Regions from separate parts of the Anas platyrhynchos genome. Here region 2 is linked to region 1. The links are chromatin contacts, called in public Hi-C maps. All regions are on one chromosome and are shown on one strand. The core of a region is the stretch at or near the end of the contact, and the rest is flanking DNA. Distances in the headings are between cores, read along the strand shown.

Region 1 (6,408 bases), core at 3,503-6,002:
TGGCATCTCCACAGAAGCCAAGGAAGCATCTAGTATTGGCAGCTTGATCCCACTGAAGTGTGCTCCTTGCCATTTGGAAAAAGTGCTACGGATATATCTGCTGGTTATAGGGACTGCTTTTCTTCATAGCTCTGCATTAAAAACAAAACAAAACAAAACAAAACAAACAAACAAAAAAAAAACACCAAAGCTCGGTGATGGTGACTTCCATCTGTGCCCTATGTGTCGTCCAATAGTTTGATGTCACATGTGAATCCATACACAAAACAGATTCACCACGGGTTTCACTGTGAAAAAAACAACAGCATTTTTAAAAATTTCATTAGAGTGTGCACAATATGCATTAAATCACTCAAAAATTTAGTGTTACGGGAGCAATTACTCCCTCTTTAATTCATTTCTGTATGTTGGATGCCAGCAAATCAGCCCAAGTACAATTGTTCTGCTCTTTGTATATATATATTTACATGCATGTGATTTTGTTGCCTCAGTATTTCTCACTTTGCCTCGAGAAAACAGAGGAGTAGAGCTCTGTAGACAAACCACACAAAATATGTTTTCCAGTGTCTGGAACAATGTACTTCCTAACTGCCGTCATATTCCTCAAGTTCTCCATAAAATAAACGGATGGTTAAAATCTGGAGGAGATTCCTCACCTGACAGCAATTTAAAAGTAGGTCAGGTTTCAGCACTAATAGGTTGGGTTTGTTTTCCTTTTGACTTGTTTTCCAGTGGAAACCAACCTCAATGTCCTGCCAGCATGAACTAGGAAGAACAGACCTAAAAATTATGAGAACCAAAGTAACAGAAAATGGATGTCATAAATTACGCAATGTACAGTAAACAATCATGAAATGTAAGATGAATGCAGTAGGAAGAATTGTCCTAAATATAAAAATAGGACCACAGAAAATATACTAAAATCACTTTCAGCCAGTGCTTAAACTGCTCGTCTTTTCCGTGAATAATACTTAATAGAAATTTGTTTTTGCATGTGTATTTCTTCTTCTGTGCCTGATTTCCACGATTTCTCACAAGTAAATTTTCAGAGAGACATCACTGCGGAAACAGCCAATGCTAAAACAAAATTGTGATACCTGCCTCAGCACAGATAGAGCTTTGGAGCCCCTTCTATCACCTCTATCTCATGTAAATTCTACATTTGCTTCGTTTTTTCTATAGGGTGCACTATATGTATAGACTTTGAGTTGTTCCTCTCTTCTAGATGAATACAACAAAGCAAAATATACTTTGAAACAAAAAAAAAAGAAATGCAGTCAACTGGGCAAGATATGTTGTTGCAGAAATCATTTTTTGCAAACAGTGGCTAGAAATAATACACATGGAGCTAAATATTAAACCAAACTGACCAACACAACTCTAAATTACATAAGTATCATTTTATCAAGTTACAACTATATTTATATACAATAAAACATCATTTATGAGCTCTTCAGCTCTTGAGGAAGTGTGAAGAACCTTGCACAGAGAATTGGTAAAGAAAACTACAACATTCTAGTTGCTTATAATGAAGTATTTCTTAAAAAAAATTGTAAGTAACTAAACTTAATACATGGAAGATGCCGTTCCATTGTGCATACATGACTTTAGGATGTACAGCATCTATAAGTTCAGGAAAGAAATGTTGGAGGTATCATTGACAGCTCCTTGAAATGGTCTGTGGCTATGAGAAAGCAAGCAGAAGGTTTGAGAGGAAATTGAATGCAAAGGAGAAAATATTTTCTCCCTGTAAACACCCACGGTTCACCCACACCTTTAACATTTTGACAAATTTCATCTCACCCAAAGTAGAATGTCTACAAAATAAGCTCCTATATGTGAGGCTATCGCCCTCAGCTCCTTCAGCCAATGCAAAGAAGGAGGCACTTCTAGGGTGTGATGCTGCTGGGTTCACACTTCAGAATAAGTCAAACAGAAGTGTCCATTTCTGTGTTCATTCAGATAAATCCCACTTTGACGACCTTTTCTAGAAAAAAGCCTGGAAGATGCTTTGGTTGCCTCATCATGGAAAAGTACAGTCAAACCAGGAAAGTACAGAGAAAAAAAAATGAGTAGCCAGCATGTCCATGAAAAGAGAGGTCAAATTAACAAAGAAAAGAGGTGACAGAAGAGATACGATAGAGCTCTACCAAATCATGAAAAGAATAGAGGATGAAAAAGGGAAATAGAAGCAATTATTTCACACCATGCATGAGAAATGTGGACCTAGCAGAATTAGCAGGTGGTGGATTTAAGGCAGAAGCCTTTGTCATCTGAGGAGCAATCCTAGAAGAGATGAATCCTTGGTATGACCCAATAAAACAATGCTCATGTTCTTATCTTCGTGCTCATCGAATTAATTACCGAATTATTCACTCAACTTTGGCCTGAATGTGCATACCTACATTAAGGCAGTCTTTTGATTCACTCATTTAAAATCAAATATGACAGATTCATAGATTTTAAAGCCATTATGATAATTCAATCTGACCTCAGACAAAACAAAGACAGTACAATTTTTGCCTCAGATCCATAGCTCCTGGCCAGGCAAAAGACTATCATTTAGCAAAGTGTCCAGACTTGACTTAGATGATACTGCTAATCCCTTGTCTGCTTTGTCCAGTGGTTAATTACACGCACTGGCTAATTACATTGGGTTTCTTTCCAATGATAATTTTTGATAACCCATCATTGGATCCCTTTAAACATTGACTCCAGGCTCCTTAGATATTTGCTCTTTAGAGCAACCTTCCTCTTTTTAGGTTTTGGTAACTTCATTCTTCCTTATTCTGATGTTTCTCCCCCCAAAAAAATGATATTCAGCAGCTACTTTTACAGCCTCTGTGAAATGATGCCTAGGAGCTGAGTGCACACACAGTGATGCTGATTTCTGGCTTTTCATTTGGAAAAGAGAGTTACCATGCTGAAAATTTTTGCTTACATCCGCATCAGTAATGATCTGGCCATGCCTGGTCCAGATACGGACCAGTACTAAATATCCATATTTCAATACTGAATGAACTAAATAAAATATAGAGTCTCCAATTACCACTCTCTTCTGAATATCATTTGTTCGGTCCTACACCTTACTACATCTCATGATGTTTATCTCACTACTGTTCAATTAAAATATTCCCATTTTCTACAGTGGAGACTGATTTTTTTCCAATATTGAGGTAGAGACCAAACTGAATTATTACAGCTTGGATGCAGCCTCAGCTAAATAAAACTTATGCGGCTGTTTAGAGCAATATTATATCCTTAGTCAGTAAATTCAGTTTCCACTGGAGCTGCAAAGCCATTTGTAATGTCATTGTAAGAACCAGGAGTAACAGAAATTGAATTTGGAAACCCCTAGATCGTATGCAAGTGGATTACTCTCTTAACCAATCTTCTCTAAAGAGGGGACAGCGGACATGGGGCACGGTGAGCAAGGATGACCTGCACACACAATCAACCCAAAGCTGTTAAAAACAGTTTATGGCAAAATACTGCTCTAAACCCCACTGCTCCAACCCCTCTGCAATCCACAATGCCGAGCACACCCTACCCTGTCCCATATGAGACTTCCCTCTCACCTACCCCATTCATTGCAATTTTTCGTGTTACCCATTCTTTCCCAGCTCCATGCAGGAAGCCTGGCAGAGGATGTGTTCGTGATGGGCCAGGAATAGTGCTCGTGACTAAAGGTCCACATCTAATTGCAGCTTGCCAGCTGCCTTCTCCCACTGTCAGAGAATTTCCAAGCTGTGCCCCTTGCACAGATAAGGCATGTTGGGGGCCAGGAGGACCTGCTGATTTACTGTGCTTTGGTTGGAGGGTGGGCAGCACAAATACTCTCTCATGGCCCCAAGAGAAGATTTATGATGCACAAAAGAGACATTTTCTTACAAAAATAAAATAATAATGATAAGAAATAAAAACCCATATCTGGCCTTAATTCCTCATACTAGAAAAAAAAAAAAAAAAAAGCAAAAAAAAAAAAAAAAAGCAAACCCCAAACCCTCAGTTGAGCATGTGAGCCACCAAGGAGCTATTTCTGCTCTTCAGTTATTCCTCATGAATTCCACGAGGAGACCCTGACCATGGTGTCCCCATGGGACATGGGAGGAATGAGGTGCCACCAGCAGCCGACAAAGCCCCAGGCAAAACTGGCCAGCAGAAAGGACAGCCTCCAAAAATGATGGGAATCCACTGAGTGAAACCAACTGGGCACGGAGATAAAAGGACGATGCTGCCAACCCCTCGTGCTTGCTCAGTCCCGTTCAGAACTGCAGACCCGAACCAGGTGCCACAGCCGCAAATCTATTGGTTTTATTCCATGCAATAACCGACTTTTTATTCTGAAAGGATAAGCCCTGTCTACTCCTGCAGGAAAAGCATTTGTTGAAAGATAAAGTCAGAGCACAAAACACCAGAGAGAGAGTTTTCAGAATGTCCTGCAGAAAAGAAATGTGCCTTGGGCTTATTTTAATAATTCTTCAATTGTTGCCTTACTGGTGGCTGATTTAGTCCAGGCCATTGAGATGTTTCTAATGGAAATCATCAATTTATCATGGAGATGAATTCCAAGAATCTAATCATGCAGATGAAAACAGACACATGTTCAAGCTAACAATGAAGACTCCAGGAAAAGAGGGAAGATTTTTTATATCTGTTATTTTTAAAGGTAGCTATTTGCTCCTGCCTCTTAACAGTGCAGGCTGGCCAACTGCCAGGCCTTCTGTTTTTTACTGGGTCTGTCCCATGGCCTTGGGAGAGACTGTAAATATCTGCTTCTACATTATTGCTCCAAGGCTGCTGTCTACTCCAGCACTTCACAGAGTTGCCTTGACAGAGAAAACAAAAGTCTCTGGCTAATTCTTCGTTAATCAGCACAAGTCTCCCCATGGTAATTTTATTTTCAGGAGAGCAAATCAATGCCAATAAGCAAATCCTTACAGTTCGTGCTCAATTGTTTAGGAGGTTGTGTTACCGTCCCCTTGTCTATTTCCCTAAAATGTTTCAGTAGGTGAATTAATGACAAACTGGAGAATCTGATGGTTGAAAAAACAAAGCCATAACTGATACAAAAAATAATCTTTACTGGGAAGAAAAAAAAAAAAAAGAGCAAAACTGCACCAGCTGCTCTCAGATGCTCTTCAGAAACCACATCCAGAAGCCCAATACAGCACCATCCAAAGCCTCCTCTCTACCTTACAGCAAGTACCTGGGTCATCTTCTCAAGGTCTGACCAGCAGCTTGAAGATACTGCTGGTGCTGGGTGACACTCGTGCCCATCCCACATGAGAGCACCATGAAAATCCCCCTCTCAGGAGCAGCATCCCAAAGGCAGTTCCTTGAAAGCACCATCCCAAAGCAGAATGAGTGAATAGTGAGGACACAGTCCCTATTTCCCACAGCCCACAAAGCATCCAACAGGACTATCCCAAAGCCCCCCCCAAATCTTGCTGCCTCCTGCTCTTTGCTGTGCCCCATGCAGTTTTCCCTTAAGCTTTACCTCCTGGGGACCATACAGGATATAATTCCCCCATGTCTCACATTTCATACTTAAACTGCCCCATAAAATCCCATTCATGAGCAACCCTGAAGCAACAGCGAAAACCTAAGCTGTGAAACTGCATCACCTTCAGATTACAGCTGTAACTGCCCTCCCAGCTCAGCCTTGCTGCTCTCAAGAGAGGTTCGTGGCAGGAGATGACCCAAGAGCATCATTTCTGCCAGCCACAGACAAGGTGCAAGCCAGCTCACACAGTCTGAGACCTTATCCCACCTCTGGGGGACATAAATCTTTGTGCTGATGGGCATGATGCTAACGTGCTCTGAGATGCCACCACAACAGCTCAGGACATTTCATAGGGACTCCATTTACATTTACTTGCTGTCTACTTCATTTGGCCGGTGTAAGATCTGATAACATCCTGGGCATTTCTGCAGGTAAAAGCATGACTTCACCATTTCAGCTGTGATATAAAAAAAAATAAGGCTTTAATCTTCCTTTTTCATGCTACAGTCATACTCTTAAGTGCCAGTCCTAGCTCCTTAGCATCTTTTGCATGTGTTATAAACACAGCTATGTGAAAATTAAAACCAAAAGTTCCTCCTCCACCTCAAATCAAAACTAAAGCAGTGATTAGATCAAGCCCAATGTGAAAATTAAAATCAGAAGTTCCTCCCCCATCCCAAGCCGAAACTAAACTAATGATTAGATCAAACCCAAACAATAATCTAGCAAATATAGCTCTCACTGTGCTCCTGGGCTGCGTGATTTATACACAGACTAAGAATGCCTGGGAGTTGAGAAAACAGCTGGATACAGAGGGTTTTTTTTGCTAATATGGTAGTGAGAGTGCATTGCAAAAGCTCAGAGACAAAAATGAAGCAGACACTGTGACCGTGGGGCTCACA
Region 2 (6,957 bases), core at 4,097-6,596, 140 kb before region 1:
TGGCAAAAAGACTTTCTGCATATCCCACTTTCAATCTTCTACCACCATAAAACTACTTCTCTGTACTCCACATCCATGTATAAATTTCTGCCTATATCCCTGACCTTCACACCAACTTCTGTGTCCTTTCCGCTCCAGTCTCTGTCCCTCACAGCTTTCCAAACTTAATCTCTCCCTCACCTTTTGCCTCTTGCCTTTCCCCAGGATCCTCAAAAGCCTCTCTTAAGCCCCCACATAACCAGGAAGCCTCTTTTTCTTCTCCCTTTCCTTTAAATGCCTCTCCCCCTTACAAAACTCTCCCTGGAGTTTGTTTCTTCCCTGGTTTTGTAATCCAGTTCTTCTATCTCTTGGTAATGCTTTATTATATGACATTCCATCAGTATAAATTCTGAACAATTCTTGGAGTCAGAATTACATTCTAGCCCATCATTCACGCCAAATCTCCAAACTCTTGCCATGATGACAGTGTCTCATCTTGCAGTACTTCCCCACACATGACTCACTGTGATTTTGTGCTCAGGCTGTAAAAGGCTGCAACAGGAGTCAGCTCCAGTGAAGAAGAGAGAGTTTCATAGCCACCAGTGCTCCCAGAGTTATAGTTTTGAGAGAAACCCTCCTCTGAATGCTGCTTTATCACTAAGGAAAGCAACAGTATATATCTGTGATGTGCTTTGAGTGAAACAGGCACATCACTTAGCAGTAGCAAGGGACTACAATGCATCTCAGTAAAGAGTAAAAAAACAGAGGTGAGAAATTAGACTAATTTTTAGTCAGTCTTTTGATTAGGAGAAAATTTTTTCATGCTCTCGTTTGGAAAAGAAAAAAAAAAAAGAATGTAATTAAAGTATAGCCAAAGTATTCAAGAGAGAAAACCATTTTGGCTTAAATGACACTGTCAGCCTGAAAATCATGATCAGAAATGAAATGTTTCAAACTAAATTAAATTATCGCTGACCGATAAAACTGCAAAGAATCACTAAAGAATCAAGAATTGCCTTATGGAGCTCTTACAGATGAGATAATTAAGAGATTTATTTTTACTTAGTCAGATTGCCCAAGCAGGTTGGATCACTCTGTCAGTAACATACTTTAAGTATCGGAAGTACAAGAAGTTCTGAAACAGGTATGGGCAGAATAAGTCCCCTACTTTCCCTTAAAATCTATTCCAGATTTATGAAATTCTGAGTTTCCCTGACAATCCTGAAACACAACTTTTAGCCCAGTTTCCTAACACGGTCATACTTGCACAATCACATGTTTATACATGACTTCCCTTATTCCCTTCACAGCTTTTGAACTCATTGGCCAATTTCAATTTACATGTTGGGAGATTTCTTACAGAGTTCCGTAAAACTGGCAGTCATGAGAGGAAGGGAAATCCTACCAGTGGCTCTGTGGGGAGAAAGGCTGATACACTCATCCTTCAGCAGGCAACAGAGAATCTGCATTTATTCTGTACCACATGCCAGTATTGATTGATTTGGCTCTGCATGAAACTTCTCGTTAATCATCTCTTCACATAACAATGTGGGACACAAAGCAGGTTTTGCTCTAACAGGCTTTGTCCATAGATGTATTCAGTACTACCTGCGAATTGATGTTACCTGACTGCTAAGCAATCATCTGCAATGTTAGAAACTACTTGCTACAGAGCCAAATGTAACACAGAGGGAGAAAGCTCAGTCAGACTGAAATAGAGCAGCTGAAGAACAAATCTAATCTGAACCTTAGTAAAAAGGCTTTCGTGAGTGGAGAAAGATATAAAAATAGATGGCAGGGTGTGTTTTTTTTTTTTTCTTTTTGCTTACAGGCCAACTTCCCACAGGAAACACAAAAATGAAAGCAATCAAACTTTCCTGAGAAAGAGTCTAAGGAGGAAAGGGAGGGATGAAGCCAACTGAACAGTAAACAAGATAAAGAATAAGTTGGCAAGAAATGCTCATTTCTTATTTGTTATGTTGATAATGTTAACTGTTATTATTAATTATTATTAAAATGATAGTTATCTCTGGTGTGGCACTATGTTCTGTTACTACACTCTGAGAAGACTCACTTCATAAAATAAGTCAGGCCAAGACTACCTGTTACAGCATAAAGATAAAAATGGAGAATGTTAACAGAACTCCAAACCTCACAGTATGATGAAGGGGCATAAAAGTTCCTTTCAGTCAATTTCAAAGTGTGTCAATCCAACAATTTCCTTATTTACCATTTCTGCTCCTTCTTCTCTTTCCTTTAAGCTCTGAAGCTGTTGCTGTAGCTGTTCATTTTCAACGCACTTGGCTAGCAAGCACTGCTTTGCTTCTTTAAACTTTGTCTCGTAGAATTCTCGTTCTTCTTTCTGCTTCTCTCGCCAGATGGAAAGTTCCTCATATCGCTCCTTCATAGCTTGGTTATGCAACTTCATGGCTTCTAAATGATAGCCAGAGACAAGTCATTGATTCAATGTAACACATGTCAATGAAACAGCAGATTTCCTCTACATGGGCTCAGCATTCTTCAGTATCAAAGGGATAAGCAGTAATTAGGTTTGAAATGCAAACCTCCTTCTCATGTGTCTTAGTGAACTAAAACAAAATGTACTACAGCTCCTTAACACTTTAATAAATACTATTAAAACCATTGCCGAAATAACGTGCCCATATGCTCTCACTCCTTGATTTACTTCCAAGCTAAGAAGTACAAGCATGAAGTTTCTCACAAGAAGTTTCTCGTTATCTTGCTGCACGTGCTATGTGCATGATGAACCCAAATGAAACTACCAAACAGAGATTATGAAAGTGAGTCAGTAGGGAAAGTGGATTTTCTTCTAGGCTGGTAAAATAGTGCATGAAAGCAGATGATATCAAACTGAAAGTCTCAAATATGTTCAACCATACTCTGCTTGAACGTTCAGTCAAGATTTGATTAAAAATGTTGGAAAAAAAAAATGTAACAGATAACTTACAGCAAAGTCAGCTCACCCTGACTAGGAAGGCAAGTTTTATGTAACAAAGTCAGTGAGTCAGTATGTAACAGCACCAGTCTTGTTATAGCAAAATGCTTACAGTATTTTTATAAAGTCAATGAAAGGATTTCAAACTTGCTTCTTAAAGCAACATTCTCAAAGCCAGTTGCTTGAAAATCTTTCATACATTGTATATTCTTGTAACTGCCTTTATGTCTTGATGCCATTTTGCAAGGTATGAGTTACAGCAGCTGCAATTATGGTCCTAAAACATTATCTTATATGGCATAGGACCTTTTAGCAGAATACCAGAGGTGCTTCTTGAAGCGACTTTCCTGCCAGATACTCATGAGACTCCAAGGCAGAGAACTTGCACTAGGTCCAAAAATGATTCAGGTGGAAATTGAACACTGAGTTAAAATCACAGCACACAGGACACACGACTTCATGCTCTGTTACCATACAAGCAGTTAGGTACCTCTGCCTTTTATGCAGAAAATCCCCAAATCCCTTGGGTTTTGCTCTAACCGTTAAAAAAAAAAAAAAAAAAAAAAAAGTATCTAACACCTAAACTTTTGGGATTGCGACACAAAGCTTTCTCACCTAAAAAGCTTAAATCACTAGGCATTTTCAGAGAAACCTAATGGTCTCTCCCAAACAGACCCAGCCATGACTGCTACTTCATTTTGAAGCACAGAAGGTGCTACCACATCTAAACTTTCAAAGTGGTTACTACACACAGTGTAGAACAGTCTGTTTCAATTCTCCTTGCTACCTGAGAGGATTCAGCACCTTTCAGAGAATATCCAAACCAGAACTATTCTGGATGTTGTGGACTATCCACTTTGCTGATGCAGCTATGACAAAATGTTAGTCTATCTGTAATGTGAATGCCCAACCATTCTAAAATACAAACCAAAAAAGCTCTTAAAGGCTGATGAGCAAAACCTCCTAAAATACACAATGCTATATTGACTGTGTGTGTAGTTCTGAAGCAACTAAGTTCTGAAGCCCATAAATCGGGCTGTTCTCCCCCTAATCTTCCATACCGATTCAACTTGATGTATCCTATCAATTGGCCTTGCCACTTACAGAGTTGCTTGTACAGTGAATGCTACCCAGATAGAATATGTTATCCTGCAAGGGCAAATGAACACTGAATTCATATTCAAAGGCAAAGGAAAAAAAAATGCAGAAGGGACTCCTTTTGCATTTCCAGACAAATCTGCATTGACATTCACCTTTTAACTCATTGTTCTCAGTGATCAGTTCTTTCATCTGCTGTACCATCTCTTCAGGTGTGTATGTGCTGAGGGTGGGGGCAGCCCCACCGTCTGTCCCGTTTTCCATTTTGCTCCTGGGATGCTCTCCATTTTCTGCAGGACGGCTCTGCACCTTGCTGGACATCTCTGAAGCGACCACTACAAGGTCGGTAAAGAGAAAACTCTCATTTCTTGCCACACAGCTACTTGCAAAGAAAATACAGTGACACTTTTATTGCCTCCAGACGAGCTGCGCATCCAGTCACAGCATGCAGGGACCACCCGATCCCTCCGACCCCACTACTCCAAAACATCCACGAGTCTTTACGTCCCATTAACCCCCTCAGAGAGAGGAGTGGATGAATAAAGCTGAGACATCCACGAGCCTCTATATCCCATTTACCCCCCCCCAGAAAGAGAGGGCTGGATGAATACAGCATTTAATTCCTGAGACATCTTGGATGAATAACACTGAGATGTTGAGACGTCTCTCAGCCTAAAACCCTTCTCTGGGAGCCCCTTCCTTTGGTAACAAAACGTAAAAGGAAGCTTTAATCCTCTCCCCTGCGTACTAGGAAGCCTTTAAGGGCAGCAAAGCCGCCTTTCACCCTCTCCCCCCGTCCCTAGGGTGCACCCAGCAGCCTCCCCGGGGTTGCAGGACCCTCCCTGGGGCTGGGGGCCCCCCTTGTCCACCCACACAGCCCTACCGGGAGGCCTCGGAAAGCTCTCGGTTCCCTTTACCGCCGGGATTACATTTCCGCCGCCTCCCTGCCAGCTTTCGTTTTCTCTTGCCGTCGCAGTTCGCTTCACCGGGGGAGGCGCTGAGGCGGCCGCCTCCGCGCCCAGTCACGGCTCTCCCCTCGCCTTTGCCTTCCCCCTAGGCCCGCCCCGGAGCCGCTGAGTCACCGGCTGTGGCCGCCAGAGGCCGGCGATGGGGACAAGCGACCTCCGCGGTCCCCTCCCGGCCCCATCGCCTCAGCCGTGCCCGCCGCCGTTCCCGCTCACCCCCTTCACGCCGTGCCCATGGCGGCTCGGCTCAGCGCCGCCAGCCGCCGTCTCCGCCTTCCCCCTTCAGGGATTTCCCCAGCTCCGAGCGGCCTCTGGGCGGCACTGCCCGGCTAGGAGGGTCGGGAGAGCCTGGGTGTGTTACTGGAGGTCTCCCCGGAGCCTTCTCTTCTCCAGGCTGAGCACCCCCAGCTCCCTCAGCCTGGCTCCACAGCAGAGGGGCTCCAGCCTCTGAGCATCCTCGTGGCCTCCTCTGGACTCGCTCTGATCCATCCCTGTCCTTGTGCTGGGCCCAGAGCTGAACGCAGGCTCCAGGTGGGGGCTGAGGAGAGCAGAGCAGAGGGGGACAAGCCTCTCAGGTGCAGGACCTTGCGCTTGGCCTTGTTGAGCCTCATAATGTTCACACAGACCCACCTCTCAGGCTTCTCCAGGTTCCTTCCCTCCAGTGTGTCGACCACACCACACAGCTCAGTGTTGCCAGCAAACTTGCCGAGCATACACTCGATCCCACACTGTCCATGTCACCGCCAAAGATGTTAAACAGCACCAGTCCCAAATACCCTGCAGAAGGGAGTGTACCAAGGGCAGAGCATCCTGCTGAGCCCAGCACTGGGGCTACTGAAGAAGACAGGCTCCTCTGAGGACCTGTCCCCATCTGCCTGGGCCTCTCTTGGGTGCTGCTTCACGGGGCTCTATGTTTTTCCTGTCAGGGTAGAGGTCTCGTAGGTGGTAGAGCAGCCAAATCCCATGCAACCAAATGCTGCAAGACAGATGCAGCACACCCCACCACATCAGCCCCCCACTATGGGGCTATGGACCTCATGGACCTGCTAGGAACCATGTGTAGGGTAGGGATGGAGAAGGGAGCTCTATGTCCTTCACAGCTCCATGGCCTTGGCCCACATCAGGCAGGCTCTTTTATGTTGGATTACAGGGGCTTCCTCACGCTCTTGGTCACCATCTTCCAGCTCAGATGTCTGTGTACCCTGGGAACAATTGATCTCTCTAATAAAGACAAAAGCAAAAAAGCCATTAAATACCTCAGCCTTATCCTCATCTTTCATCACCATGTTTCCCCTCACATCCAGTGAAGGATGGAGATTCTTCTTAGTCCTCTTCCTTTTGTTGTTGATGTATTTATGAAAGCATTTTTTATTCTCTATTACTGCCCTAGCCAAACTGAGTTCCAGCTGGGCTTCTGATTTTCTCCCTAAACAACTTGACAACAGCTCTATAGTCCCGCATTGCCTGCTCCTTCCTCCAGAGTTCATAAACTTTTTTTTTTTTTTTCCGAGTTTCTGTTTAGCAAGGCTGGTCTTCTCCCCTGCCAGCTTGAGTTTCAGAGCACTGTGATGACATGCTCCTGTGCTTTCAGGATTTAATTCTTGAAGAAAGTCCGGCCTTCTTGCACTCCTTTGTCTTCCAGAACTGCCTTCCAAGGGACTCTGTCAATCAGGTCTCTAAATTAGCCCAAATCTGCCTTCTGGAATGCCAAGGTAGCAGTTCTCCTAACTGCCTTCCTTGCTTCACCAAAAGATCAAAAACTCTAATATTTTGTGATCGCTGTGCCCAAGACAGCCTCCAACCATCACATCACCCACAAGTCCTTCCCTGTTTGCAAACAGCAGGTCAAGTGGGGCACCCCCTCTAGCTTGCTCCTTCAACAGCTCTGTCAAGAAGTTATCCTCCACACACTCAGGAACCTCCTAGACCGTTTTCTCTCTGTCATACTGTATTTCCAAC

What was found. Hi-C and Micro-C count contacts between places; a contact is called where the count stands out from the background.
Region 2: a Hi-C map of small yellow follicle shows a contact between it and region 1, with 4 times the contacts expected there. The contact joins the promoter of OPTN here to the enhancer-like site in region 1. A contact is called at or near these places in 7 of 8 Hi-C or Micro-C datasets (F1 follicle, F5 follicle, liver and 3 more).

What each region holds. Positions count from the first base shown.
Region 1 is chr1:6,877,690-6,884,097 of IASCAAS_PekinDuck_T2T, reverse strand. All of the region lies in intron 3 of CAMK1D (calcium/calmodulin dependent protein kinase ID), which reads right to left. Among named protein-coding and RNA genes, the nearest start is that of CCDC3, 110 kb to the left of the region's middle. Within about 2 kb of position 4,752, at least 4 of the 8 cell types and tissues checked have an H3K27ac peak or open chromatin away from gene starts, as enhancers often do. A contact at or near this core is called in F1 follicle, F5 follicle and small yellow follicle, where this site is marked.
Region 2 is chr1:7,015,514-7,022,470 of IASCAAS_PekinDuck_T2T, reverse strand. OPTN (optineurin) reads right to left here and starts at 5,346. Exons shown (of 14, transcript XM_027460521.3): 1 at 5,215-5,346; 2 at 4,189-4,368; 3 at 2,210-2,412. The coding sequence starts at 4,354.